6 separate regions of the Mus musculus genome follow, and regions 1, 2, 3, 5 and 6 are each linked to region 4. The links are chromatin contacts, called in public Hi-C and HiChIP or PLAC-seq maps. All regions are on one chromosome and are shown on one strand. Each heading gives the region's core, a stretch centred on a gene start, on an enhancer-like site or on the middle of the called end of the contact. The rest is flanking DNA. Distances are from core to core; before and after follow the strand shown.

The links. HiChIP or PLAC-seq counts read pairs in DNA pulled down with a chosen protein or histone mark. A called contact is a pair of places that touch in the nucleus more often than the background predicts.
Region 1: a contact with region 4 is called in a CTCF HiChIP or PLAC-seq map of the NIH/3T3 cell line, with 5 read pairs. The contact joins two enhancer-like sites. A contact is called at or near these places in 2 of 15 datasets of contacts at CTCF or cohesin (the G1E-ER4 cell line and the NIH/3T3 cell line) and 13 of 484 Hi-C or Micro-C datasets (3T3-L1-derived adipocytes, the Ba/F3 cell line, CD4 T cells and 5 more).
Region 2: a contact with region 4 is called in a FOXA1 HiChIP or PLAC-seq map of pancreatic cancer cells. The contact joins two enhancer-like sites. A contact is called at or near these places in 1 of 15 datasets of contacts at CTCF or cohesin (large pre-B cells), 2 of 484 Hi-C or Micro-C datasets (bone marrow-derived macrophages and nephron progenitors) and 6 of 115 datasets of contacts at active chromatin or transcription factors (bone marrow-derived macrophages, embryonic basal ganglia, embryonic midbrain and 3 more).
Region 3: a contact with region 4 is called in a FOXA1 HiChIP or PLAC-seq map of pancreatic cancer cells. The contact joins two enhancer-like sites. A contact is called at or near these places in 1 of 15 datasets of contacts at CTCF or cohesin (large pre-B cells), 5 of 484 Hi-C or Micro-C datasets (B cells, adipose-derived mesenchymal stem cells, embryonic fibroblasts and 2 more) and 3 of 115 datasets of contacts at active chromatin or transcription factors (acute myeloid leukemia, embryonic basal ganglia and pancreatic cancer cells).
Region 5: a CTCF HiChIP or PLAC-seq map of the NIH/3T3 cell line shows a contact between it and region 4, with 5 read pairs. The contact joins the promoter of Habp2 here to the enhancer-like site in region 4. A contact is called at or near these places in 9 of 39 promoter capture datasets (the 3T3-L1 cell line, the HPC-7 cell line, HPC-7-derived erythroid cells and 5 more), 1 of 15 datasets of contacts at CTCF or cohesin (the NIH/3T3 cell line) and 2 of 115 datasets of contacts at active chromatin or transcription factors (acute myeloid leukemia and embryonic basal ganglia).
Region 6: a contact with region 4 is called in a Hi-C map of muscle stem cells, with 2.1 times the contacts expected there. The contact joins two enhancer-like sites. A contact is called at or near these places in 5 of 484 Hi-C or Micro-C datasets (adipose-derived mesenchymal stem cells, bone marrow-derived macrophages, liver and 1 more), 5 of 115 datasets of contacts at active chromatin or transcription factors (embryonic limb bud, embryonic midbrain, extraembryonic endoderm stem cells and 2 more) and 1 of 9 other capture datasets (embryonic stem cells).

The regions. Positions count from the first base shown.
Region 1 is chr19:56,201,290-56,205,463 of GRCm38.p6, reverse strand. No RefSeq gene overlaps it. Among named protein-coding and RNA genes, the nearest start is that of Gm32028, 26 kb to the right of the region's middle. Within about 2 kb of position 2,808, at least 28 of the 459 cell types and tissues checked have an H3K27ac peak or open chromatin away from gene starts, as enhancers often do. A contact at or near this core is called in 3T3-L1-derived adipocytes and the NIH/3T3 cell line, where this site is marked.
Region 2 is chr19:55,439,236-55,443,743 of GRCm38.p6, reverse strand. All of the region lies in intron 5 of Vti1a (vesicle transport through interaction with t-SNAREs 1A), which reads right to left. Among named protein-coding and RNA genes, the nearest start is that of Vti1a, 130 kb to the right of the region's middle. Within about 2 kb of position 3,168, at least 31 of the 459 cell types and tissues checked have an H3K27ac peak or open chromatin away from gene starts, as enhancers often do. A contact at or near this core is called in pancreatic cancer cells and trophoblast stem cells, where this site is marked.
Region 3 is chr19:55,618,645-55,623,231 of GRCm38.p6, reverse strand. The region is part of intron 7 of Vti1a (vesicle transport through interaction with t-SNAREs 1A); the gene reads right to left. Among named protein-coding and RNA genes, the nearest start is that of Gm41871, 80 kb to the left of the region's middle. Within about 2 kb of position 2,566, at least 40 of the 459 cell types and tissues checked have an H3K27ac peak or open chromatin away from gene starts, as enhancers often do. A contact at or near this core is called in pancreatic cancer cells, where this site is marked.
Region 4 is chr19:55,874,242-55,878,524 of GRCm38.p6, reverse strand. All of the region lies in intron 5 of Tcf7l2 (transcription factor 7 like 2, T cell specific, HMG box), which reads right to left. Among named protein-coding and RNA genes, the nearest start is that of Gm52391, 62 kb to the left of the region's middle. Within about 2 kb of position 1,819, at least 104 of the 459 cell types and tissues checked have an H3K27ac peak or open chromatin away from gene starts, as enhancers often do. A contact at or near this core is called in 3T3-L1-derived adipocytes, the NIH/3T3 cell line, embryonic limb bud and 3 more, where this site is marked.
Region 5 is chr19:56,285,327-56,289,490 of GRCm38.p6, reverse strand. It overlaps Habp2 (hyaluronic acid binding protein 2), which reads right to left and starts at 1,579. Exons shown (of 13, transcript NM_001329935.1): 1 at 1,439-1,579. The coding sequence starts at 1,495. It overlaps Gm32257 (a long non-coding RNA gene), which reads left to right and starts at 821. Exons shown (of 5, transcript XR_877947.3): 1 at 821-934.
Region 6 is chr19:55,590,979-55,594,965 of GRCm38.p6, reverse strand. All of the region lies in intron 7 of Vti1a (vesicle transport through interaction with t-SNAREs 1A), which reads right to left. Among named protein-coding and RNA genes, the nearest start is that of Gm41871, 110 kb to the left of the region's middle. Within about 2 kb of position 1,930, at least 80 of the 459 cell types and tissues checked have an H3K27ac peak or open chromatin away from gene starts, as enhancers often do. A contact at or near this core is called in embryonic limb bud and muscle stem cells, where this site is marked.

The sequences.
Region 1 (4,174 bases), core at 1,559-4,058, 330 kb before region 4:
GGTGTGCCTACTGAGCCATTTTAAGACCTTCCAAAACTATTAGTTGATCCAGAGGACATTGTCTAGGGCTGAGATGTAGCTTGGTCAGTAGAGTGTTTGCCTAGCATGCGCTTGGGAAGGTAGGAGCAGGAGGATCAAGGAGTTCAAGGCCATCCTTGGCTCCACAGCAAGTTGGAGGCCAGCCTGGGCTGTGTAAGACCTTGTATAAAATAAAAAACAATTGAAAGAACATGGAGGGGCGGGGGAAGAAAGAACAAAAGGAAATTTGAGAAGTGGGGGAAGGGTTGTCTGGATTCTTCCACTGACTATCCTGTCTGTGCCATTGACTTGAGTCATTGAATCTTCCTGAGTCTATTTTTTTCTCACTTGAAACATGAACTTGTTGACTTAGGTGATGTCATCTGTAAGTAGGTGATGTCATCGGTAAGTAGGTGATGTTATCTGTAAGTAGGTGATGTCATCTGTAAGTAGGTGATGTCATCTGTAAGCAGGTGATGTCATCTGTATGTAGGTGATGTCATCAGTAAGTAGGTGATGTCATTGATAAGTAGGTGCTGTCATCTATACCTATCGATGAACATTCATAGGTACTGATTTATCATTTGTTTCATTCCTATTATGCAGGCAATATTTTACTAGTTTCTTTAATCCAACTTATATAGATATGTCCTCTCATATTTAATAGAGTTGCTTCCATACAGATGGGAAAAGTATGCTTAATGTCTCTAGAGTAGTATGGCTTAGCACTATAAATTGGGATAATTTTTCCCCAGTGTTGACAAATTCAAATTCTGTATACAGAGGTGTATATCTGTCTATGTCTATGTCTATGTCTATGTATCTATCTATCTATCCATCTATCTACATATATATGTATGTAAAAATCTAAGGATTTTTACCACATATCATGGTCACCGTGGAGAATGTCTTTTTTTCTCTGTACAAGGCTGTCACCATAGACTTGGGATCCTTGGCTGAATCTTAATCCGGTGGTAAAGCTCAGATTCTATTTTAAGACATGTAAATAAATTGTTGGTTCACAAAAAAAGAAAAATAAAACCCACCGAACTTGGCTTTTTTGGTGAACTTGTTTGTTTTGCTTCCTGAGATAAAACTACATACCAGGAATGTGTAAGCCAATGAGTGAGTTGAGTGTGGAGTTGGGTGGGTTCAGGGGACTAACAGGCACTCGGGGATAGGGAGGGGCCAAGCTTCCCATAGATGCAGTTTAGAGACCCTGCATCCTCGGCCTCCTTCCTTCCGTTGCTGAAGGAGCAGGAAAGTGTCTTTGGACCTGGCTATGAGCGTTTCTGTGAGCGTGACTCACAAATAACTAGTTCTACTCTTCCTCCTTCTGCTGTGAATACTGACTCTTAGCAAATCCCGCCCTCCTGAAGCACATAGCCAAATGAAGTCCAGAGACAGGAAGTGACTGTTTCAAACTCGTACCAGAATTACTTATCTGAACCAAGTCCATTGTACCAGCCAAGACAGACTAAGTCGTGCTAACGAAACAACAGCTTCCCAGTGCGGGAACACACCCTAAGAAACATAACGCTTTTTCTCGGTTTTTATTTGTGGACATACTCCAAGTCCATCCCATATTGGTAGCGGGAATCATGGAGCCAAGTAGACTGATGGAGCTACCATCATATCAAATAGTCCGAATTTCAAACAGCCGAGGAAAGAATTTCGGATGTCTAGCTTCAGATGTGAAAGGCACATGGGTCATTTCTGCGCAAAGTCATTGGTCAATCTAACCACAACCGGAGTGGGAGGAGCTGTGTCTGGAGGAGGGTGTTCATTCTCTTTACTCCTGTCCTCTAGTACTAGCTGCTTCATTCTATCTTCCGGAAGGATGTTCCGTAACCCACAGCCGGCTTTCCTGGAAGATGTAGTGTTCTTCCTGGGGATATGGGGATGGGAGAAACAGACAGCCTATATAAACTCCAGAGCTAACCACAGGAAGCCCCGGACCAGCTACATGTGCGCTGTGGACCCCGCTCTGACACTCGGGACCGGGCACCCTTTTGAGTTTCTCCCTTTTTGAGCTATGGGCCCAGCAGGCCTGGGGCAATGTTTCAGGAGAGGTCTCTAATTTTTGTATCTAGCATCTGCTTCATGCCTAAAGAAGTAGAGTTCTTGGACCCTGCTGTTGACCCCCGGGGGAAACTAAGTAAGCAGTTTGATACCCCATTTTTCTTAGTCCCAGGCTCTCTTTTGTGTTACATAACTGTGGTTGTCAGGTTCAATCTGATTATTTCGCTGGGTAGACTAGCAAGCGTTTGGATGAATTGTCCCTTGCCCCTAAGCTCAAATGCTCATATTTTCAGTTCAGTGCGCAGAAGGCCCTCACAGGGTCCAATCTGGGTTTCTTTTTCCTTTTCTTTTTCTCCCTCCTTCCTATTCTTTCCCTCCAGTAATATTCACAGCATTTCCCATTCTCTTTTGGAAGCAGTCTCAGTCTGTAGCCCAGGCTGGCCTCGGACTGGCGCCAGTCCTCTTGCTTCAGCAGCATTCATGCTGGGATTACAGATGACACAATCACGTCCGGCTTTCCAGTTTTCTGTTTCTGTCATAATTTATCATCCTGTTTCCCAACCCCTTCCTTTAGAGACCTGGTCCCTGTGGATCTATAACTTCTAGGAGAGCTGGGGAGTGGGGGTGGGGGTTGAGACTGTGTGTACCAAGTTCAATTTCCACACCTTGATGGTTTTACCCAAGGCAGCCTCCATGGGCGGGCAGAGCAGGAGTGGGTGGGCAGACCTGCTCATTCATGGCTCTGTGATTGCGAGTGTGCAACCCTGCAGCCCTGAGTCACACTGACAGATCGCCTGTCTGGACTTTGTTTATTTAGAATGCTGCAGACACCCAGAGGCTGAGGATGAACAAGCATCCGAATGTTATGTTGTCACAATGCAGTCTCCTTGGGCATATCAAGTGCCAGCTCCATCTAGAAACCCAAGGGACCACAATCTGGACTCCCTAACCAACAGGTACAATCATTTCAGATCAATATTTTAGTGTGGTATTATCCAGTTTGTGATCAAAGCTTTCAGAGGCTGAGAGGAATTCTCATGTCCAATCTGGAATTCTTAGAGCCTCAAGTCCTCATCAGGACAGGCTGATCTGTAGGCATGTTTGGGTTCTGTTGCTTTTTTCCTGAGCTGGGTCCAAGATGTTGCCCTAGATGTGAGAGCCTCTCCTTGGCAGACTTTGACAGAGCATGCTGTCAGAAGAGTCCTAAGAATTAAAAGAGGGTTTTCTTGTGTTCTTTTCAGGAAATAAATGTAAAAGATTCAAAACTGTGTTCACACAAATTTTCCTCTGCTGATGTCCAGCTGGGGAAAGATGGGAGAGGAACAGAGAGAGAGAGAGAGAGAGAGAGAGAGAGAGAGAGAGAGAGAGAGAGAGAGAGAGAGAGAGACCTGGGCTTGATTTGCTAAAGGATGGAGCTGGGGACCACCTTGCTCTGGCCTGGAGGTGCCACAAGATGGCAGCATTTCTGAATCTTCTCAGTGCTCAGGGGGCCAGCCTGCAGGGCACAGGGCTGCCTTGGCCTGACCTGTCTTCCCTGCATTAAGAAGTATTAAGAGGTCCAACCAGAACATCTGCTTGAAGGGCTGGATATCCACAGTCCAGCTCTCTCAACAACATCAACTCAGTGGCCATGTGGACCCTACATTGGATTGACTTAGTTTTTTAAAGAAACTGCCTTTTGGCCAGCTGTTGTACAAAGCTAAGGAACTCTGGGGTGCATTAGGAAGCACAGCCTTTGAGCCTCAGTCTGGGCACTGAGGGCTCCATCAACTGTCTGGCATCAAGGCCAGAAGCCCTGCTCTTCCAACCTCCAACACCAGGATCTAACAGCCTAACAGGCAGTTTTGTCAAGGCAACCCTTCTTGGTGTGTATCCTGGACAGCTTACTCACTTACTCGCTTGTAAATCAACATTCATTTGGCAACTTTTGAGCCAGAGTCTCCAGGGAAACAGAGTAAAGCTCTTCCATCATGGAATCTGCATCTCGGATGTGCCGCTGGAGGCCAAGTTCATGAAACTTTGTTGCGAAGGGTCTTGTAGGGTGATGACTGGGACTCTAGAAGCCTCCATCACCTTCTAGCTGAGCCTCTGCGTCTGTTTTCTGAGATGTTGTGTGTGTTATTGGAAGCAATTA
Region 2 (4,508 bases), core at 1,919-4,418, 440 kb after region 4:
TGGCAGCTGTTCCACAAAAGATGCTAACTACAGAGACTAAGGAGCAAGAATATCTCCTGATCAACTAATACTGAGCTGTGTGAGACGAGACGTGAGGAAAACAAACAAGAGGGGTTGATGTTTTATTTTCCTGACCAAGAAAGGTCAGATACATTGGGGCGGAATGCTGCATCTTCAGAAAGTCATTGTCTTCAATGCTGAGATTCCACTGAATAGAAGAGTTTTCAAATATTAAAATCTCTGTGGTAGGCTCTGACCTCAGGATAACAAGAAAATGGCAGGTACTCATTTTTTTCACATCTAAAAATGACACTCACTATAACGCCATTATATAAAAGGCCTATTTCCCCTCAAAAAAATAAACAATTGTGTCAATGCTTCAGCATAACTGCCATATGTGTGTATGTGGTATGCATGGTTATTTCATGACTTAAATATAAAACAACGCTACTGCCCACAGTCTTAAAGCCCATAAAGCAGTGACTTCTAGCTCACTTACACTTTTCCCTCAACAAAGCAGATTTTCAGCTGTGGAGAGTCTTTTCTCATTGCATGTTTAGAGGACAAAGTGGTTTTACTTACACACACACACACACACACACACACACACACACACACACAACTTGCATGTATGTCTGTGCACTACATGGTGTGTAGGGCCCACGGAGGCCAGAACAGGGCTTCTGACTTCTTTGAAATAGTTATAGATGGATGTTTGCCACTATGTGGATACTAGAAATCGAACCTGGGTTGTCTAGAAGAGCAGCCTGTGCATACAGCAGTCAGCCCTAAGTTATCTCCCTAGCTTCTCCTGGTGTGGGTTAAGTGCTTATAAAAGGAAACTCATGCTTGCCTGGCATGGACAAGGCCCTGGTGTGATCTACAGCACAGCCCCAAATCAAATATATACGCACAGATGCAAGTGCATGTAAGCTAATCTTGAATTCCCAATGGCCCTGTCTTAGCGCTCAGGAGTAGTTGGGATTGTAGGGACCACTGTAACAGTCACTGTGAGTGAGTGTACACTGCAGAAAGGCTTGCTGGATATGGCTGTGGTAACCAGCCTGTGAGACAGTCTCAATGGACACCTATCTAGTAGCTATATTCACATTGATGTAGTTCCTTTCCATACTGAATAATGGTTGATCTAGCTAATAAAATAGGTGCTACAGAAAAAAAAAATATGTCTTAAAGTAACCTGGCATACGGGAATTTTCCCAAACACTGGGTAATATCTGAGTCGCCTGATCATCGCTCGCAGGCACATACATGGGATGTGGCGGGGACACATACACACACTGGGCAATGTATTGATTTCAGATGCTGGGCTGGGGAGAGAATTCATTCAGTTAACTACTCCGTGCCTGTAGAAGACCGGACCAGGCATCCCCAGGAGCCAGGCTAGGAGGCGCCTCTGTAACATCAAACCTGGAGGCAGAGGCAGGCGGATCCTGGGGCACTCTGGTCAGCCAGTCTAGCCACCAGTGGGCCTAGCCAGGCAGTCTACCCAGCCAGTGAGCCTGGTTCAGGGACGAAAAATTCCATAATGAGAAAAGTCCTTATTTAAAAAAAAAAAAAAAAGTACTCTGAGTCATGAAATAATGAGAAAACCCATAAAACAGTAAAATTGAATAAGTTTTTTACAATGAGAAAAAAAAATTAGGCAACAGCTTCTGTTGGAAAGTCAAACAAAACTATCCAGAACTCTGTTACTCGATGACCAAGAGCAGCTCCACACTGTCAGGACCAAAGGACCTTTGTAAAACAATTATTCCCCAGAGCTTCACTGTTAGGGAGAGCAGGGCTGGGAATACTGGTGCACCACTCTTAAGTTCCTGTTTAGCCAGTGTCCAAATTCATTTGAGTCAAGCCTGATTGGCTTCCAATTCAATACCTCAAGGTGCAAATCACTAGAGTGAGTCTTTGCCCTGAGTTACACAGCCAGCATGACAATAGAACTTGAGCAAAATAAGCCATAATTAATTAGCAGAAGCCTGAAGAGAATGTAGCCAGTGGACCTTCACATTTATTGACTGGATTAAAAACCGTTTAAATCTATTAACCAAGAAGACTTTGGACCTCAGATAATGATGTACTGTTTTAATCATAAGGTACATTTATAGGGTAAGCAGCTTTCCTTAGCAGGCTATTTGGATAATACTGTCAGGTAGTTCTATGTGACCAAACGATTTTTAAAATATTGATCCTCAATAAGTTTCCATGAAGGTTTTTCTCTAACGTGGAGGCTATCATGAAAATCATCCAAATAAGTTTTTACAAAATTAACATAAATATTGAAGTGAACTAGCCTGAACTCTGATGTTTACTGTTTGACATTTTGACCACAATTTCCCAGTGTATGCATCCCTTATGAACACATGTGAGTTCCAGCTTCATAAAGGCTAACACTGAAAACACTAACCATAAGTCTACAGAGATGTCTTAGAAACCCATTAGTGCTAATATTTCTATATTAAAACAACTGGAGTTCCACATTTACTTGAGGCATTTTAGATTTATTAACATTATTTTAAGGTTTATATGTTTAGGAAAACATTTCAGGTTGTAGGATCGACCTGGAGGAGATTTAGTCTCTGTCTGCCTTAATATTTTTAAGCTCTTACCATTTAAGCCTTCAGTGACCTTAGCTCAAGTTTGTCAAACTTTTGCATATCAGTTGTTCATTTTTTAAAGCAATAGCCAAGGTGTGAACTCTGCCACTGTGGACCTGCCTAAGTAAAAGATTTGAAAAAATAGAATTCATTTCTGAAATGAATAGCAGGTACTGGGCAGGCTGAAGTCAGAGGACAGCTAAGCTCAGCTCTGCTCTTAAGAAGGAGGAAGTGTGCTGGAGTTAATGACTTGATACTCAACTGCGCGTGCCGACTAAAATGCTCACATTTAAGTGTTCTTTGGGGAAGGCTTTGGTTGGTGTGACTGTGGTTCGAGGAGCCGACACCCACACTTTCCTGCTCTTCCCACTCTGTTTTATAAACAGGTTTAATTTTAATGTGTTTGTGTGCACATGAAGATGTATAAAGTGTGTGCAAAGGCCAAAACGGTCATCAGATGCCCTTTGGCCATCAGATGGACCTGGAGTTACAGGTGACTCTGAGCTTCCTGCCATGAGTAATAGGCATGGGATTCAGTTATTTGTTGTTTTAAAGGTAGCAAGCATCCTTCACGACTGAGTCATCTCTCCAGCCCCGGTTCTTCACATTCTCAATAGTTTCTCATCCAGGCATTCCCATGGATATGGCCCAGATCCCACAAATGGGGCTTTGTACTTTTATGTTTTGTTTTGTTTGTAATGTTATAAAAAGGCAACTCTTTTAACAGTATTTGAACAGTACTAGGCCACTGAGTGATATGAGTTGTGATCATTTGTGCTCTCTCAAAATTGAAACCCAATTTCAGATGTGTCCATTCAGTTTTCCAAAGTCCTTCACAAAGTCACTGCTAAGAGAGAAAAAGGCACCATTTTTATTGACTAAGTGACAGCCAATGGCACACCCCATGCTTTTACTTAAAACACTTGACACACCATATCCTTGTTTTGTGATAGAAGAAGAGGTGAATTCTTTAAGACCTAATTTCTTGGCTAAAGAATGGAGTAATTAATGATTGCATTTAAGAGAACTGCCTGATAACTATAAAATTCCCACATACAAATTAATGCTTACATTAAAAACAGAGTAAATGAATGCCAGGTCAGGATGTTAGCCTAGACCTTCTGAATATTATCTCAATGGCTTAGGCAGAGCAGACTCGCTGACTAGTCTTTACTAACATTCAATATTTACTGTCATCAGGCATTGTTGACTCTGGCTACTCTTTGGTTAGTATTTTCCTTTTTAAAGCATCCTGGGCTATTCTATCTCTGTACCTTTGTTTAAGTGGTTTCTCTCCACCTTGTCCTTGAGTTCATAAATCTAAATATTACTTAGTGTCCCAAACCTAGGCTCACCTTCATGCTGTCTCTTTCTCCACTGAAGGTTTTCCAAACCTTGACCCTGGAGATGAGTGGTTCCCTTCAATCTCATTCTCCCAAAATGGCTACACCAGTCAGGGTCTGCTAAGTACTACACATACCAGCCTGGTGTATACTGAGTTTCACCCACTTTATTAGATCATATATATGGAACATTTCCCTTCTGTACAGCATAAGTTTAGAAGCTGGAGATATAAGAGAGAACAAAACAGATCTGTTCTCATGGACATTATTTTCTTTTTGTTTTATTAGATATTTTCTTTATTTCCATTTCAAATATTATCCCCTTTCCTGGTTTCCCCTTTGAAAACCCCTATCCCTTCTCCCCAACCCTGCTCACCAACCCACCCACTCCCGCTTCCTGGCCCTGGAATTCCTCTACACTAGCGCATAGAGGCTTCACAGGACCAAGGACCTCTCCTCCCATTGATGCCTGACAAGGCTATCCTCTGCTACATATGCAGCTGGAGCCATGAGCCCCACCATCTGTACTCTTTGGTTGGTGGTTTAGTCCCTG
Region 3 (4,587 bases), core at 1,317-3,816, 260 kb after region 4:
ACGTTACATATGCTCCCCGGTGCAAAAAAAGATGGAAATGAGAGCTAACGGAACGTCCTCAAGGTGCCTGGCAAGCCACTGTGGGTAGGCCCTCTAGGGGCTGCTGGTCCCTCGGTCCAGCCCTGCAGATGCTGACCTCACAAAGACAAGCAGAGGAGACACGCGCTCTGGATGCCTGCAGCGCGCTTCCGCTGAAGTGATTTCATAATTTGTTACCTCATTCGGAGAAAAGAGGTCGCACACCACAATGCTTTGTTGAGTCTTTCAAAGGGAACCTGGGTCAAACAGCCTCGCCCACGCTTGCTCGCTGCTCTTACAGAGCGCACGGAAATAGAAACCCAAAGAGGCTGGCCGTCTAGCCGGCTGCCCACCCAGCTTCAAGCCTGCAGCAACTCCATCCCACCAACCCAGAGGCACATGCGGAGTTCTGTGTCCTCCTTATGCACATGGGACCCTGGCCAGGGTCTTCCATGGGGAGAGGCGTGTGGGGCTGAGTCAAGCCTCCACTTGGGCATTTTTAGAGGAACCTTCACAGGGTCCCTGTGGCTGGGAGTGGAGGATGACACCAGGTTGCCGTTTTGGTGGCATCCTTCCCTCCCACCCTTCCTTCTTCATGGGTGGATGGGTACTACCCATTAGAGTGGTCCATTCCCTTGTGGCCCCTAACAGGACGGGTTCCCTCTCTTCCTGACAGGTTACAAAATGATCACCATTTGCTGACACGTCTTCCGCAAAGCTGCCTGAGTAGCCATGTCCGCTCCTCTCGCAGAGATGAATGGTGTGCTCTGTCCTCATTTATCATAGGAGGCTCTGTGAAGAAGCTGTCTTGTTTATTTCTTCTTGTCCCTAGAAAGCCTGTGCCCGGCACTAATTCTTCTGTGATGACAGCTAATTCAGACTTAACAGGCCATATTTACCCAGGGAGGCAGGAAGGAGTCTCTGTCCCACTCAGTAAGTAAATAAGAATAGGATTCCAGTTTATTAAAGTGAAGCTAATTAGGAACGCTGGCTGGACCTACTTAGGCATCCTCTAACATTCAAGTTGGTTTTTCTCCTTTTCTCTGGGAGGGAGACAAGTCTTTGGAATGGTCCCCTCAGCTCCCATTATGCCGAGGTCACTGTTCAAACCTCTGTTTACCCCACGTGTCAGATTTACAAAACAAATCAGGAAACCGAATCTCAGCAGTAAAGCAGATTCAAAGCATGAAACTTAAGGTTCTGCCCTAGTGACCTGACACGGTGTGTGACTCTCAGTGTGGTAGTGTGTCCCACCCACAGTGTGGGATGAGGGCCGCAAGTGTCCGATGGACAGGCAGGATGGGTAACTATGGACGTCACTAGTTGAGTCTGGAACATGGTAATAGAGTAAGCACACCGGAGTCCCCAAGTCCCCTGGCTTGTGCAGCCATGTCCACTGGCATCCTTGTCACCACGCCCCTGCGGCTCTGATGGATCTATTTGTAGTGACCGTGTAGAATTCATCTCTGAAGCTTGGACATTATGCTTTAGGTGTGGCTGGCACGTGGGAGCGGGGCAGAGAACTAACTTTCCAGGGACTGTGACGACCGAGCACGGCCTTGGTCGGTATAATCCTCCCATGCTGGGAAGAAGGCAGAAGAGATCCGGGCAAATTCCCTTGGCACGAAATGTAAGAGTAGGGAAGGATGGAGGTCAAAGTTGAAACGAGCCCTAAAGATGGAGCCACACGCTACAGTGACTCCTGAGAGCAGCCCTGGCTCTTCTCCCAGAAGGAAGAGGAATGACTGGCCACCCGGGCCAGTGTGCGCCGGTGGTGGAAGACATTAGTGCTACTACAAAAAGGGATGCCAGACATTTGAGATGAAGGGCAGAGGGCAGAAGGAATTAGAACACCCAGAGACCAGGCCGCCAGCCTAGATTTGGACTGTGAAGTGCTTCAGCAAATGTGTCTCTCTAGGGACAGAAAATGACCCGCCTGAGTGGACAGGGCTGACCCAGAAGGGAGAGGGGACATAACGGCTGGCAGTGGCAGACCCTAGCTGAAGAAGCTTGGGGAACAGCCGCTGCCCACTGCTGTTGGCCAATCCTGGTCACTCTGGGCAACAGAACTGAATGCACACTTGTAGAGTTGGGAGGAATCAGAAAAGCCGGCCAGGTCAAGGAACTCTGCTAGTGAGCCAGAAAAGAACTCTGGGGGCAGCCCCAAGTAACTTGCTGTTAACTCTGGGTAAGGGGCCTTGATGTTTCACCAGGCCAGCAGCAAACAGTCTTAATATCCCTCTTGAAAATGCAAAGTGTGTTTACCCAGTAAATAATTTAAGAAAGAGTATACACTTGAAAGAAGACGTCCACGGAACCAGCCAGGCTAAATCGCCTCCAGGCAGAAACCCGTGCATCTGCACGCTGCATTTTATCAAGTGAGCACACTGTGGCTTTAAAAGAATGCAGAGGCAAATTAAAAGGAATGTGGCCCGAAACATCAAGAATTCTCCAAGTTTACATTATGAATCACAGTGCTGTTGATAGAAGACGAATTAACCATTTACTTTGAGGTTAAACTCACACAGTATTATTGAAAACACTGATCCTTCTGTTGGAACCCGGGGAGCAGTTAATCTTCCATTGCCCGTCTCCTCCCCTTCTGGAAACTGCTCCTGTGTGTGGCATGCAGAATTACAGAAGGCTGGTTCACGTGAAGGAGGCAGGTGGCTCCCTCATCTCCTCCTGCGTGAGGGGCATTGGGGACCGTACCACCGAGGGCACTCTTCAGGGAGCTTCTGGAGATGTCCAGCACTCACTGCCCTGACCTAGTCCTTGGTGGTGTGCATTGGCATGGGCACGTGGTTGACTTTCGGTGCTCTATCCTCTAGTGGGCTTCCTATCCCCATATTTAGATGTAGAGCCTGAACCTTCCAGAGACTGCAGAGACAGGACACGGGACCTGCACCCCATTGCTATCACCTGGACGGTCACTGCCCCGTGGCCTCTCCTGGGTCCACAGAATATTTGTTCAAAGGTGATAGGTGTGGGGATTGTTTGTTACTGCAGTATGACAACTGCTCCTCTCAGTCAAGGGGAGGGGCCGCCTAGGTGCAGTGAAGTGTGGGGTGCACATGGCCCAGCAGCCATGGTCTAACTATGGCTTGTAACGCCTTCCTGGATTGGATAGCATGGATTGTTTTTTAAATATTTCACGCTACGCCTGGTGATTCAATTATTGTTTCTTTATCTTCAAAGGTTGGTTTTTTTAAATACAGATATTAAAATCACATTTGTTCATTTACATGTTTGTTTACTTGTGTGCACGCCAGTGTCCGTGTGGAGCCCAGAGGACTTGTCTCTTTTCTTTCACTGTACAGCTTTCAGCCAAACTCAAACTCATAGGCTTAGTGGCTGGCACTTCTACTTGCCCAGTCACCTTGCCAGCCCAAAGCTGGGCTCGTTTTGCATCCACTCAGTCACGGATCTTCACCTGGAAGGGCAGGGAGCTTCTTCAGCAGAGGCGGCTGCATGTTCGTGGGCAATGGTGTCTATGAGCACTTGGCAAGCTGCTCGGCCACTGCATCTGGACAGGCACAGGTAAGGGTCGTCTGCAGCATCCCATGCTGCCCTGGCTCCAAAGGTGGAGGTGTGACCTAAGCCAGACTGGCCAGTGTGCTCACTCTATTTCCCTGGCTACAGTGACTGAAGCCAGCTAGCAGCCATTTTCTTTGCATGAGGAAGTCAGCCTAAGAAACAAGCTTGGCCATGGAAGAGCAGACAATTAGGACCCCGCCCTGAAAGCATGATCAACCTCTATAGCAAGCCACCCTTCCTTTGAACTTTGATTAATATGAGAAAATAAATTAACTTCATTTTTTCAATACTGCCTGATTTGGGTCCTATATTATTTGTAACCAAAGAGCACTTCGGGTTGAGTCACAGAGCTTCCTCACCGGGGCTTTGATCTATGGCGCCCTCTAATAAGGGCTTCCGGACTGGGCCAGCTCAAGCTTGGATTTCCCTGCTCTTTGCTTCCCACTATGCTAACCACACAGGTGTCTGATTTTCTGTTTCTGTGAAGTTTTCTCCGGTAGAAAGTGGCCCTTCCACAGCCCGAATCTCTTTTATCTTTTGTATCTCTCGGACATAGAGCTTGGTAGAGATGTTAAAAAAAAAAAGAGTGTGTTGGTGGTGTAGGCAACCAAAGATCCAGCTACTTGGGAATCTGAGGCAGGCGGTCAAGGTCATGTGCGCCAAAGGGCCTGAGGATTGAGGTCACCTGGGAGACAGCCTGTGACCTTGAAGGGGTTCTTGCACACAAGCACAGCATAAGGCTTAGCTACTGGCCACTGTCTAGTAAGGATGACGGCAGCGCCCTTGCTTGTACACAAGGGTTGGCACAGCTTGCACCTTCCCTTGAGCCTGCCTTGGGGGTGGGCTCCGTCTTGGTTCACAGGCAAGTCCTACCAATTAAAACTCTCTGTTTCTTGCACAAACAAGTGTTCGAAAGCTGGCCTGACACCCAAACCACAAAGCCTGCTGGGGATTTCCCTAGAGAACCAAGGGAAAAAGTCTAGTCCCTCTCTACTGGGTCTGATTGCAGGGACAATGGTGGCCTACTGAAGA
Region 4 (4,283 bases), core at 570-3,069:
GATGTGAACACCTCTACTGTTCCTAATTTAAAAAAGGCAAAATTGAGGTCGCCAACAATATAGCCCCAAGACTCTAAGCTAACACAGTAAGTGAAGACTCCATGTTTGAACTCAAGCACTTCCTAGCTGCTCTTCCTAACCGTGTGTCTGCATCCCTGTCAGCCAACACAACCTGGCAGAGGGCTGCAGTGCAAAATGCCTGCGTGGCAATTCTAAAGCTAGGAGCTTCTATTGAACGCGCTGTGTTAAGTGATCTGTGCACACATGTAAACTTTTGGCAGGGATCATAGCAGGTCCTTTACTAACCGAGGGGACAGTTGGCAGGTATGGTACTGCAATTAATACAGATAAACCATCAATAGCCTATCTGCCTTTTGATTTTTAAATAAACAAAGGCTGAATGCTGTAATTAAGATCAGAAGTCCTCTGAAGGCCATATGGCCAAAGGGGAGCCGAATGTAAAGCCACCAGCAGGAATCAGGGAGTTTTTCGACTCCTAAGGAGGAAGAAGGGATTTTTAACAAATGTTTTCTCCCCTGGGACCTGGAGGACAAGTGACCTCCCTGCAGAAATGAGGTCTGGGGATCAAGACAGGAAAAAAAAAAAGGTACAATCTAGGTAGGAGCAGGAAAGGACCTGGTAAGCTGATGTTTGTAGGAAATACCACATGCATCCTGCAGGGGGCACACTGTGGCGTGTCCAGCCTAAGAGGACCTTGCCTGGCTTTTCTGAGGCCTGGTGCTTAGGGGACAATCCAACCCTGCAAATGCTGTGCAGTCGGCACAGTGGCTGGGCACACTGATGCCCGGGGGTCCCCAGAGTCTACTCCGTAATGCTTGGGAAACAATGACATCTCTATACCCACAATGGTCTCAGTGTGGGCCCCTCCTCCCACAATGGCCCCTTTCAATCCCCCACCATGAGCAATTGCCCCAAGTTTAACAGCCTGTGTTAGGGGGGCACCAGGCACAAAAGGAGGTGCTTCCAGGTTCAGTGAACATTTTACATCCATTCATCAGGGAAAAGACAAAAGCGACTCCCCACTTCACCTCAGGCAGGGCATCTACCCTACCAAAGAGCAACCTTTGTGTGACTGGGGGGCGGGGGGTGTCAGGGAACGCACTGTTTAAGGATGGTTGTGCAAACATGCTTTTGGATTATTTTTGTCTCCAACTAAAGGCATCTACATAAAAATGGGGTCCTTTTGTCACATAGGAAGGACCAAGCTGGACTTTGCGGGGGGGGGGGGGGGGGGGCAAAAGGCGTAAAAGCGTCCAAATAAAGATGGAAAAGGCTAGAGGCGGGGGCTCTAAATTACACTCTGGAATCTTTATTAGGAAAGTGGGCCATGTTTTCCTTTCCTTTACATTTTTATTGGGATTCACTGCGACTTTTATTACAGAATCTAGTGTTGGCTTTGTATACTGGCTTTAATTACTGAGTACCCTGCCAGCCACTCTTGACCAACACAGGCTGCTATGGGAAGCTTTCTCAGGACCCAAGCCTGCCTCTCCTCCTTGCAAGAGGAATCTGTTGGTGTCTTGACTCCACCAGTCAACAGTCAGTATTGCACTAGTTGATGAATGAGGCCTCAACTTAGTTGGTTACTTGAGTTACTTTGGGGACAGCTACAGAGCATACAAAGTGCTAATATTTGAAATAGTCTAAGTCATCCTTCCCTCTCAGAGTGACACCCACCCACCCCTTTACCCTGCCAAGCTGGATTAGTCATACTAAACATAGTCTGCTCCCAACCAACTCTTCAAGCTTTGGCAAGCAGGGCCCAGCTGACATTCCCGGCCCAGTTTAACATTACATAATGAGGACTTCTCTCTCCTTGTGGGCCACAAGTCAAAACAAACTTGCTGAACTCAACCCAGGGCATCAGCCTGCTTCCTGGTTACAAGACACGGGACTCTTAAGAGCAGAGTAGAGCTGTAAAAACCACCAGTGAACTCCAACGTGGTCAACAGCCTCTCAGCCAACTTGGTGATCTCTCTCCTACTTCCTCTCCCTGATGCTGGGGGTGAAAACTGTTCCAAAGAGTCCTTTTTCAGATCTCTGAGATGTTAACAAATCCCAGAAAGCATCACCCTAAAAGAATTCCCAAACACTAGGCCTTGGGGAAAGACAGAAGCAAGAACAAACTAATGTCCATCTCGTATAAATGGTAAGGGTGTGGTTTCTGTAGCCTGAAGCTCACAGCAATGCTCCTGTTTCAGCCTCCTGGGTGCTGGCCTTACAGGCATGAGGCAGCCTGTATGATAGGTTCAGCTAAGTGTTGCTAAAAGCACAGTCGTTGCTTGCAAGATTTCTAGTATTCCTTATGGAAAAGTCCTAGGCTCCTGCTTCCCGGTCTCCTTTCAGCAGAAATGCTTGGATTAAAATCCTCATGAGCATGGAAGCCCCTGAGGATCCCGGGCACCCAAGAAAAGTCATGATTTCCAGAGAGAAATATGTGACTTCACACCAGACACTGGATTCCACACATTTATCCACAGAGGACTTTTGGCTTCTGCACAGAACTTGGGTACTACTGAATGACATTCGAGTGTGCGGAGAACTGGGAGTGGCCGGGTCGGGTGGGAAGAGACGAGCAGGAAGGTGGATTTCTGCTGTGGGATGCTATGTGACCTGGTAACAAAGCCTGGGAGTCTTACAGCCCATTTGCTCTATCTGGGTCTCAGTTTTCAAAGTTTAGAAAGAGGCTGACAGAGTAGGGTCCTGTTGTGAGTCACCACTTAGCAATCTCCAGCGACTACTGTGAACAAGTTAAAATTACTCTGGCTATGGTTATCCACTCAAAAGCCTGTGCTTTTAGGTCACTGGCCCATTCCCTTGTCTTGAGTTATTTTATCATCTTTTCCTAGGAGTCCAGGCCCAACAAATCGCACACCAAACCTGTTGGGTAACATTCAATTTAGTACTATCTCTCTGCTATCTGTTTATGCACAGGGCAGGCCCTGATCGTCTCCCCGAAGCATCTTTTCTCTTTTAATCCTGGAGACAACATTTTTTTAAGTGACTGAGAATAGTTATTACAAAACCGATGACTAAGGCCTCATAGATAGCCCTCCCTGATGTGATTGGATCCTTGTGACCAATCACCTCCAATCCCCTGCTTTCTAAGAGCATATGAGGCCAGAATGCTCTGCTTACCACCTCATAGGTCTGCTTCTGATAGGCAGGTATGCGCCTGGATCAGTGTGGGCTAAGAGGGGAGGAGCAAAGATTTGGTGTTAAAGAGGCAAGAGTGGACATGGAGTCAGAAACCACTAGATTGGGAAGGTGGTTCAGTAAGACCGGGGCCAAAAGAACCATGGTTGCTGCAGAAGTGTAGATTTGGAGAGGCAGAGAAATGGGCCTTGTGGTAACCAGACTCTGTTCAGAACCATTGTCCTGATAATTCCCAAAAACCTGAAGGGGAGCTTGCTCGCTCACTTCAATGCAGCTTTGTCTGGCAGCTTCACCACCAAAACTACTCACACTGAGCCAGTTCACACTAAGCCAGTTCACACTGAGCCAGTTCACACTGAGCCAGTTCACACTGAACCCATTCACATGGGGGGAGTGGGGGGAGGAGGAGTCTGACTACCACAGAGCTCAGAATCCTAGAAGCTGATAGGGTGTTCCTTCTGGCAATTACCCCAGACAGGAGCAGCCTCAGAGCAACGAAGAACTGAACTCAGTCTAAGGCTTCCAGCTAGAATCCCTTCTGCTCACATCCTTCTCTTCAGGATAGAATCGTACCCATGACTGGAGTGCTAAATGACATCCCAGGAACTAGAGTCTTCCCTGGGGCTGCAATCCCTGTCACACACATCCCTCTGTCGTGTGGATTTTTTTTTTTTAATTTACAGATTCACATCCACACTTGTGAGGAGGTCTAGCCTAGACAAGCAGGATCTAAAGAGCCACCGGTGCCTTGTGTCCCCATGAGCCCTATGCCTTCTTATGTACCTAAGTCCTCATCTACCAAGCTCCAACAGTACTGTTCCATGTGCCTAAGAATCTGATGAGGGAACCAGGCCCCAGACAGCCAGAAGGATAGAATAGTCGCCCAAGCTTTCAAATCATGTAGGTGAATCCCCAATCTCTGGGGCAGTCAGGAAAAAAATCTTGGTGTTAGAAACACCAAACTAAGTTTTATAGGCACCCTGGCATATGTATTTGTAAGCCGTCTGTAAGACCATCAGGGCACTGTGTTTTTTGATCTACAATTGTAGAGTCACTATGCAACACCATGGGGAAAAATCACCCCTGTAGGGGAAAAATCATTTCTT
Region 5 (4,164 bases), core at 330-2,829, 410 kb before region 4:
CTTTTTGTACACCTGTGGGTTAGCTGCTCTTTCTTAGGCCCAGGTGCCCATCAAGAAATTATAAGATCAGATCACCGGGTTTGGTAGCTATCTATGATTGCAGCCACCACCCCATAGTTTGGAAAGAAATTCCTTTCTAAAGCAAATCGCTTGGGCAACTGAACCTGGGACTACGGAAGGCAGCTGAGCTGAGCTAACTCAGGCCGAGGTGTAACCATTCTCTTATGGACAAGCTAATAAGCAAGGCTGTAATTTAATTCCATTCCCTCAGGAAACACCCTGAAAGGGAAATCCAATTCAAAAGTGCTTAACTGGATGCAAGAAGTTTACAGTGACTCCCACCCTCTCCCATCTCTCTTCCATGCCTCTTCGTCAAAGGGACTGTGCTCTGATTTTCATAGGGGACTTACGCTCAGTTTGGGCATTTTCTCGGAGTAGAACTGACTCTGGGGTGGGGATTGGCTTCCCAGTAAAGAGTTTGCCTAGCACACAAGATAAAGATCTTGGGTTTGATCACCAGCAGCACCACAAAGAAAAACAAAAGCAGAAAGAGCTACGGTTTACTGGAAGCCGCCATGTCTGCAACCTTTTGTTGCCATGACCTCTACCACAAGAGCAGTTGGTTGTTGGTGATTTCTTGGAGGCTTGGGGCGGGGGGGGGGGGCGGTATTATTATGGCTATATATTCCTCAGTTATGCTGTGACAAAATCAACACTGTTTCTGGCTCCAAGGCTCAACACTCAAGCCTCGGTCCATAGCCAGTGTGTTCCTTGCTTAGCTAGGCCAGCATCTCTATTATTCATTCAACCCAAAGGTCTCAGAGCCCTGGCCAAAGTCCCTCTACAGCGTTTCCCTTTCTGGCTCACCACAAGCTCCCTGGGGCCCTGGCTCATCTTCCCTGTCTCATCTACTGTGGTCATGGGAAAAAGAAGAGTAAGTATTAGCCATGGAGCTTCTCCACAAATCGAAGGCAGCTAAGTGAACCCTCTGCTGGGTTCATTTCAGCCACCAGGGTATCCCCCTGAGGTCAAAGCTCAGGAGTCCTTATGTCAGCCCCAGATAATAGATAATCTGACATGTGAGCTAAGGCTGAGACCCTAATCTAGTCTCCTAGGGACAGGACTTCTCAGAGGATTTCCGAGGCGCATGCCAGATTTCATCCACGATACAGAGTACTTGTGTGCCTTAGTCACCTCTGTGGGGACGAATTCATGGAGGCTTTGCCACAGAGTTCATATCACACACATGTCATTGTAAAACTGACTGCCCAGAAGTCCGTGATTCAGCCTGTTTTAGCTCTTGTGGTCAGGACACACACAACTTGGCAACACCAGCCTTTCCCAATTTAAGATTTCCCTTGCTTCTAACCCAGATGGTTTGATTTTTGCTAAAATCCTTAGAGTCTCTCAACCAAAGAAACGTGAGGTGACCACTTACCCCAATGACTGACTTCCCCACCAGGGCGATTAGCAGCAGGACACGGAACACCAACATCCTGACAAATATCTGTGTAGTTGAAGGCCTCTCTGTTCTCTCCCTCTGCAGTTTCTCTTCTTGTCTATTCCTTTGGGGTGGGGGCTGGGGGGTGGGGAATGTCAGTCTCGAGGGATTCCGGAACGAATGGAGAGGATGCAAATTATTAACTAGGCATCAAATACTGTTTAATGTTTTGCAAACCAACTATCTTGATTAAACAAATGGCAACTTGGGGGTTGGGCAGAGTCAAGGGGTGCCTTGTCTTAGGCAAAAAAAAAAAAAAAAAAAAAAAAGTCTCCAAAGATAGCAGACAAAATAAAGAGCCGCATGGCTTGTGGGTGCAGGTAGGAGCTAGGGAATGTTCAATGCTGTAGGTCTGGATGTATGGGCGGCGTCTTAACCACAGGATAAAGGACTCCAGATCGGACAAGAACCTCTGCCACCTCTGAGATTACTGCTAGATTTCTGATCTCCAAATCTCAAGCAGAACTAAGACATGGACGGGCTCCTAATAACATCCCACTTTATATTCATGAACGATAAATTAAAGAATGCCAAACTGTTATTGACAAACATTGATCCTGGGCCCTTTGAAGTGCTGCCCACAGCAGCTTGTTGGCTTCAAAAGTTTTCTTTTAAATCTCATTACATAAGGCTTTTACTTTTAATTATTTCCCCCCCTTTAGTTGGAGACTTTCTTTGACCAGGGGGAGGATAAACAGCCGTGGTTCTCATCTTTGGGACAATTGTTCCCACTGCTCCTTACCTAGCAGCACAGGTTGCAGGCAGGCTACAGAAGCAGAAATGACCTGGGAAGGATAGATTCTTGTGGACTCAATCGATCTCAGCTAGAGCGGATCCCACGCTCCTGTCTGTCCACAATAATCTATGTATAGGCTCCAGCAATCCTCCAACCTGGTTCTTCAATGTAGGCTTGAAATGGTGCCAAATGACTCGTGCTTGATGCTTACGTCAGCCACCCCACAGGTCACATGCACTCACGGTGCTCAGCCAGAGGCTGCTCCTCCCTCTGGAAGCCAGTGACCATGGTGGTGAGCCCCACAGGCCCTGTGAAGGAACCTGAAGTCAAAGCCGCTCACTAGATGGGTTTTGCTATGCAAACTTCACAAAGCTGTCATGAGGAGAACATCTACGATCCCATCAATATCTCTTCTCTCTCTGCCCCCTTTGATGGAATGTTCATGAGGCTGAGGGAGATGAAGAGTGAGCTCCTAAGATAGGTGGACACTCAGTAGATTTAGGTGGGGGACATGAACAAGTAGGTGAACAATCGGTTGAACAGTTGGGTATTTGTCTCAAGATGAACATCCCAGGAGTAAGTAGGAGCAGATCCGTGTGAAGACCAAATTGACTGTGAAAAAGCAGAGAGAGAGAGAGAGAGAGAGAGTGTGTGTGTGTGTGTGTGTGTGTGTGTGTGTGTGTGTGCGTGAGAGAGAGAGAGAGAGAGAGAGAGAGAGAGAGTCTGGCCAGCAAGTGTGTGGGATCTTTCCTGTCTCCATCTCCCCATGCTGAGGTCACAGGTGTGACAGCCATGCCTAGCTTTGCTGTGGGTGCTAGGGATCCAAATTCAGGACCCTTTACCTACCAAACCCCACCCCCCAGGCTTCGAGCTTCATTCTTAAGGAGCAGGTTGAGATTGGAAAGGCAAATCAGCTAACTTTAGTTGGCGGTAAGCATAAAAGATGGAGAAGCAGTCAGTGGAATAGAAACCACACAGGCAGAAGCTTTAAGGAGACAGGGAGGTGATGGTGGGAGTTCAGTGGCTCACTAGGGTGTTCTGAGGGTGCTGGCTGTGGTTATGTGGTGGTAAAGCAAGGCGAGAGGCCATGAGAGGCATCCCCAGCGTCCCGGGGTTGAAGGTGAAGCATCTGCAGACAGTGAGGGGAGAAGCGGCAACTCTGATTCACCGACTCAGCATCCCTGTTTCTCTCCTGTTTCGTGCACTAGTGAATTTCACTTGGTGGAGACGTTCCCAGAAAACAAGCCAGAGGCTTCTCTTCCTGTGTCAAAAGGACCCGAGCAGGGCATGTTCGCTGCTCATCTTTGCAACCTGGACTTGTTTCTCTATCGGGCCATCTTTCCTTAGTTAAAAACAAATGAGGCAATTTTTCACTTTTTTTTTTGTAATAACTACAGGTCTCCAATACACTGCTTCTTGTTTCCCCAAAGTTTTATCATTATGATAATGTGAACTGAATACATTTCTACACTACACTCTCTAGAGATAATTCTCTATAAGACAGGAGATTGGCTTACTCTGTAATCTCTGCTTATCTGTGGAGTTGAAACAGAGCCACTGGGAGACCTGATTTTGTCCCTTGGCGCTCTGTGGTGGAGGACTCAGGTGTCCCCACTGGTCTGTGTTCTAGGCACTGGGTGTCAGGGTCTCATGTGTTGGGTTACATGCCTCTCAGTGGAGGCCTGTCTTGGACAACAAGCTTGGGAAACTGGTTTCCACTGAGCTGTTCCTCTGTCTTCAGAAAAGACGTACTCAGAGTCCCGGCCAGGAAGAGTCCTTTCTGATGTGCCCGGGACTCCTGTTAATAGAAGCCACATGTCGTGACTGAATGGACATGACTCATGTTGGTTTCTTGTCTTCAAAGCCACAGTCTTCTTCCTGCTAAGCCTTCAGTGTGGAGAGACAGCAGCCTGGGAGAGATGGCAGC
Region 6 (3,987 bases), core at 681-3,180, 280 kb after region 4:
CAGGAGACTGCCTAGTGGACAGAGATAGCTGGCCCTGGCAAGGGAAATCCCTGCAAGCGCAATGTGGTTGTCTGTACTGGTACTGTGGTGTCTCGAGTCTGGTTATGATAAACATGACCACTGAAATGAAATGAAATGCTTCCTTTGCAAACTGGGATGCTTGTTGTCATTCATTCATTCATTCACTCATCCTTTGTGGTGATTATTAATGGCTTCTCTTAGGGAAGTGTGCCACTAACTTCCTGAACTTCTGTTGCAGGCTTCTCCCTTCTTCTGCCAAAGCTTGGTCATCTTGCTATGTCACAAAATGCTGGCATCACAAAGGTGAACTTTAGTAGACCAGGATTTCTTCATTTAGATGAAATAGCAAACAACCCTCGAAGCCACAACGAAAAAACCTGATAAGAAGACACTCACGTCTCACAGTAGCCTGCTTGAATCAAATGTTGGATGGTAGTACTGAATAAACTATACCTTACTTAAAAAATGTTAGTTACATGTATTTTATATGTGGGAGGGGAGGGTGGTATAAGAAGCTAGCTTGTGGCAGTTGGTTCTTTCAATCTATCACATAGGTCCTAGCGACTAAGTGTAGGCTGTCTGGGTGGCAGGCCCTTCACCCTTTTCTTCACTTGCTGGCCTGGCACTGATTTCGTTCTTAGGAACAGTGAGCACGCTCTGCTTTGCCGGAGGATGGAGAGCGGGTGGAGAGGCACACGTGCCCGGCCGGACCTTCCGTTAAAGTGACTCACACTGCAAGAAAGTTTGAAAAAGCTTCTCGAGTTTCATATTTTGGCATAAATTTCCATATGATTCATTAAAGTAAGAAAGAGTGGGAAAAATTATCAGTCTTGCACAGAATACTTTTAAAACACACACACACACACACACACACACACACACACACACACACTGTGAGAGATTTGCAAAACGTCCAGTCTGGGTCACTGGAGACCCGTGGACAACTGGCTTCTGTGTTCCCATTTGGGTCTGACTCACTATGGCAATGTCACTCATCAGGAAGGCGCAGAAGACAGACAACAGCTGGGAGGCATTCTCTCTGTGCACAGAGTTCAGGGACACACAGCGAGCTGAGCGGACCATCTAGTGCTTGGGCGCAAGAGCCTGCCCTCCCTCACATCAGCCCTGAACCTCAACTCTCTGAGGTTGCAGCAGATGTTAAAAACTAAAGTTGAAACCTTTAAGCTGTAATGAAGGAGTTCACAGGGCTTGTAATCCCAGTACCCCACCCCATCCTCCCTCGATCCTGCTGAAAGTCTTCAAATGGTCCTCGGCACTAACGCTGCGCAGCCAGCGCGATCCTGCTCAAAGTCTTCAAATGGTCCTCGGCACTAACGCTGCGCAGCCAGCGCGTGTTGAGCACACTGATCTGCCCATGATTCCCCTCGGCTGCTGTAAAACAATCTCACTCCCCCGGCGAGTGCGGGCTGCGGCAACAATGCGGTTATTGACTTGTTGCTCTGGCTCTAGTTAGTTATTACCCTTGGGGCCACAATCAATAGACTTTGCACCAAGTCTGCCTTATAAATCCCAGGCTCTCACTGGAGGCTTGCCAAGGAATGGCAAGAAAAATCTATGGCAGGGAAACACTTAGAGAGCAGAGACTGAGAGAGCCACACTGACAGCTGTATAAATTAATTAACAAGGAACTGTTTATTCTCCCAGATCACGTGACACATTTGCCACCAGTGAAGAAGGCATGGATAGATTCGGAAAGTTATCCGGTGATATTTAAAACCCACAAATTGAGCCGCATGTACAAGAAAGACCGGCGCTCTGTGTAACTGTTTCTGCCTTTATCCTGTTTTAATTACTCTGCTCAAATTTGCCGCCTTTGCACTAGTTCTGACCAGCCTTTTGTTCCCAGTTTGTCTGCACTGGTGTGGTTTGCCTTGATAACAACCTAAGCTCGGGGCTGAAACAGTCAACATGGTGAAAATAAGGTGTTGATCATTAACCTCATGGGGCTTGGGCTTCCTTCGATCCTCATATCCTTCAGGTACCTCAGCAACGGAGGGGATGACTTTACAGAGAGAAGTTCTGAGGGGCTGGGGGAAGAACTCTGGGCTGAGATCATGCATGGCTGTGTTCTAGGGCAGTTCTTTATTTAAGTAAACCATACATAGATCTGGTGGCAAGGGGACCAGTGTTACACTGTCTTATGTCACCTTAAACTATGCTTCGTAGCCCACAGACAAAACCATTGTTTTACATGGGAATAGATCAAGACAACCCTTAGAGCCTGTGTGCGCACACACACACACACACATACACACACACACACACACATATTAAAAAATAAAATTGAAGGTAGTGCTATTAGAAAAGCAATCTTCAAATCCAGTTGTAGGACCCCCTCCGCACTCTCCTGCCAGATGACCAGCATTTGCTGAGTGCATGTTAAGGACAAGACAGTCGAATAGTCCTGGCTGACTGGGACACAGCCAGCATCATTCCCATGGGTGGAAAGCTCATTTCCTTGTTTTGGTCTAGCCTGGGCTATGCCAGCCTTGTTGCATGGTAACACACTCCTGTGAACACAGAAGGGCACCACAATCCGCATAAACATACTCTATCAATTTGATGGGTCCTCAGGTTCAGGGGAGTCCTATACATAACACATGAAACTCATTTGCTTGTGGGACTTCTAATTGTGTTGTTTCAATAATTTATGACCTCTTATAAATGGTTTCCAGGCAATAAGATTTAATTGACTCACGACACTTCCAGGTACTTCCTATGAATCAGATCAACTGTGTCACTTGAAAAATGGAAGAACTTGACACCATTGCCTGGAACTTATTTCTAAGTCTGCTCACTGCAAGTGTTTGCCCTCAGATGGACTTGGGCTCCCAGGCACAGTATGGCTCTTGGCTTGGCAACCGTGGTTACCACAGGACTTGGCCTTTGCTATGTCTATGCCTCTCTCATTTTGAGAACTGAAGTATTGGTTGATGCCACCGGGCCTTGTCTTAGTCATCTGAGGATAAAGTCAGTTCTCTCTTCTTTCTAACTTCTGCTCCAAGGCCAGGAGATGGCAGGGGCGTAAGAGACAGACGTTAGTTATACTGCCCCACTGATGGTTAGATAATCTCCTGAACACATCTGGGCGCTGTAGAATCACATGCTCTGAGCTCCCGTCGCATGGAAACGATTAATGTTGGAAGAGGCGGAATGCTTACTACCCTGAATTCATTATTACACATCGCACACATGTAATGAATGATCAGACCACACTCCATGGAGATGCTCAAATGTTACGCCTCAGCTGAGAAAGGGAAAAAACACTTTACGCCAAGGATGACATCTGGGAGCTGCTGGGAGATTATGACCCAGCCAGTTCTGTCCTTGTTGCTCCATGTCCTGTTAGACAATGGCCACATGAACCCAGAGTTCTCTTTCTTCCTTCACGATGGTGGCTTTACAAGTATCTGTATGAACCTTTACCTCACACCATATCCAAGCATGAACTCTAAATGCATCAATGGCCAGCAAGAAGGACCCACAAGTCTAAACCTCAAAGAAAACAAAAGAAGAGCTCTTTCTGTCACTGGTTTAGTGTCAGTTCCTTCCGCAGGACACCAAAGCAGAAGCAGCCAAGAGAAAACAACTTGGTCTTTGCCATAAAGAAAAGCTTTTAAATAAATCTAAAAAAAAAAAAAAAAAAAAAAGGGCTGGTGTGATGGCTCAGTGGGTAAGAGCACCCGACTGCTCTTCCAAAGGTCCAGTGTTCAAGTCCCAGCAACCACATGGTGGCTCACAACCATCCGTAACGAGATCTAACGCCCTCTTCTGGAGTGTCTGAAGACAGCGACAGTGTACTTACATATAATAAATAAATAAATCTTTAAAAGAAAAGCTTTCATGAAGACAAGAGAAATGAGGAGTGGGGGGGGGGGGTATATCTGTAAACCATGTATCTGACAGAGTATTTGGTTAGCGTCTGACATATAAAGATTATATAGC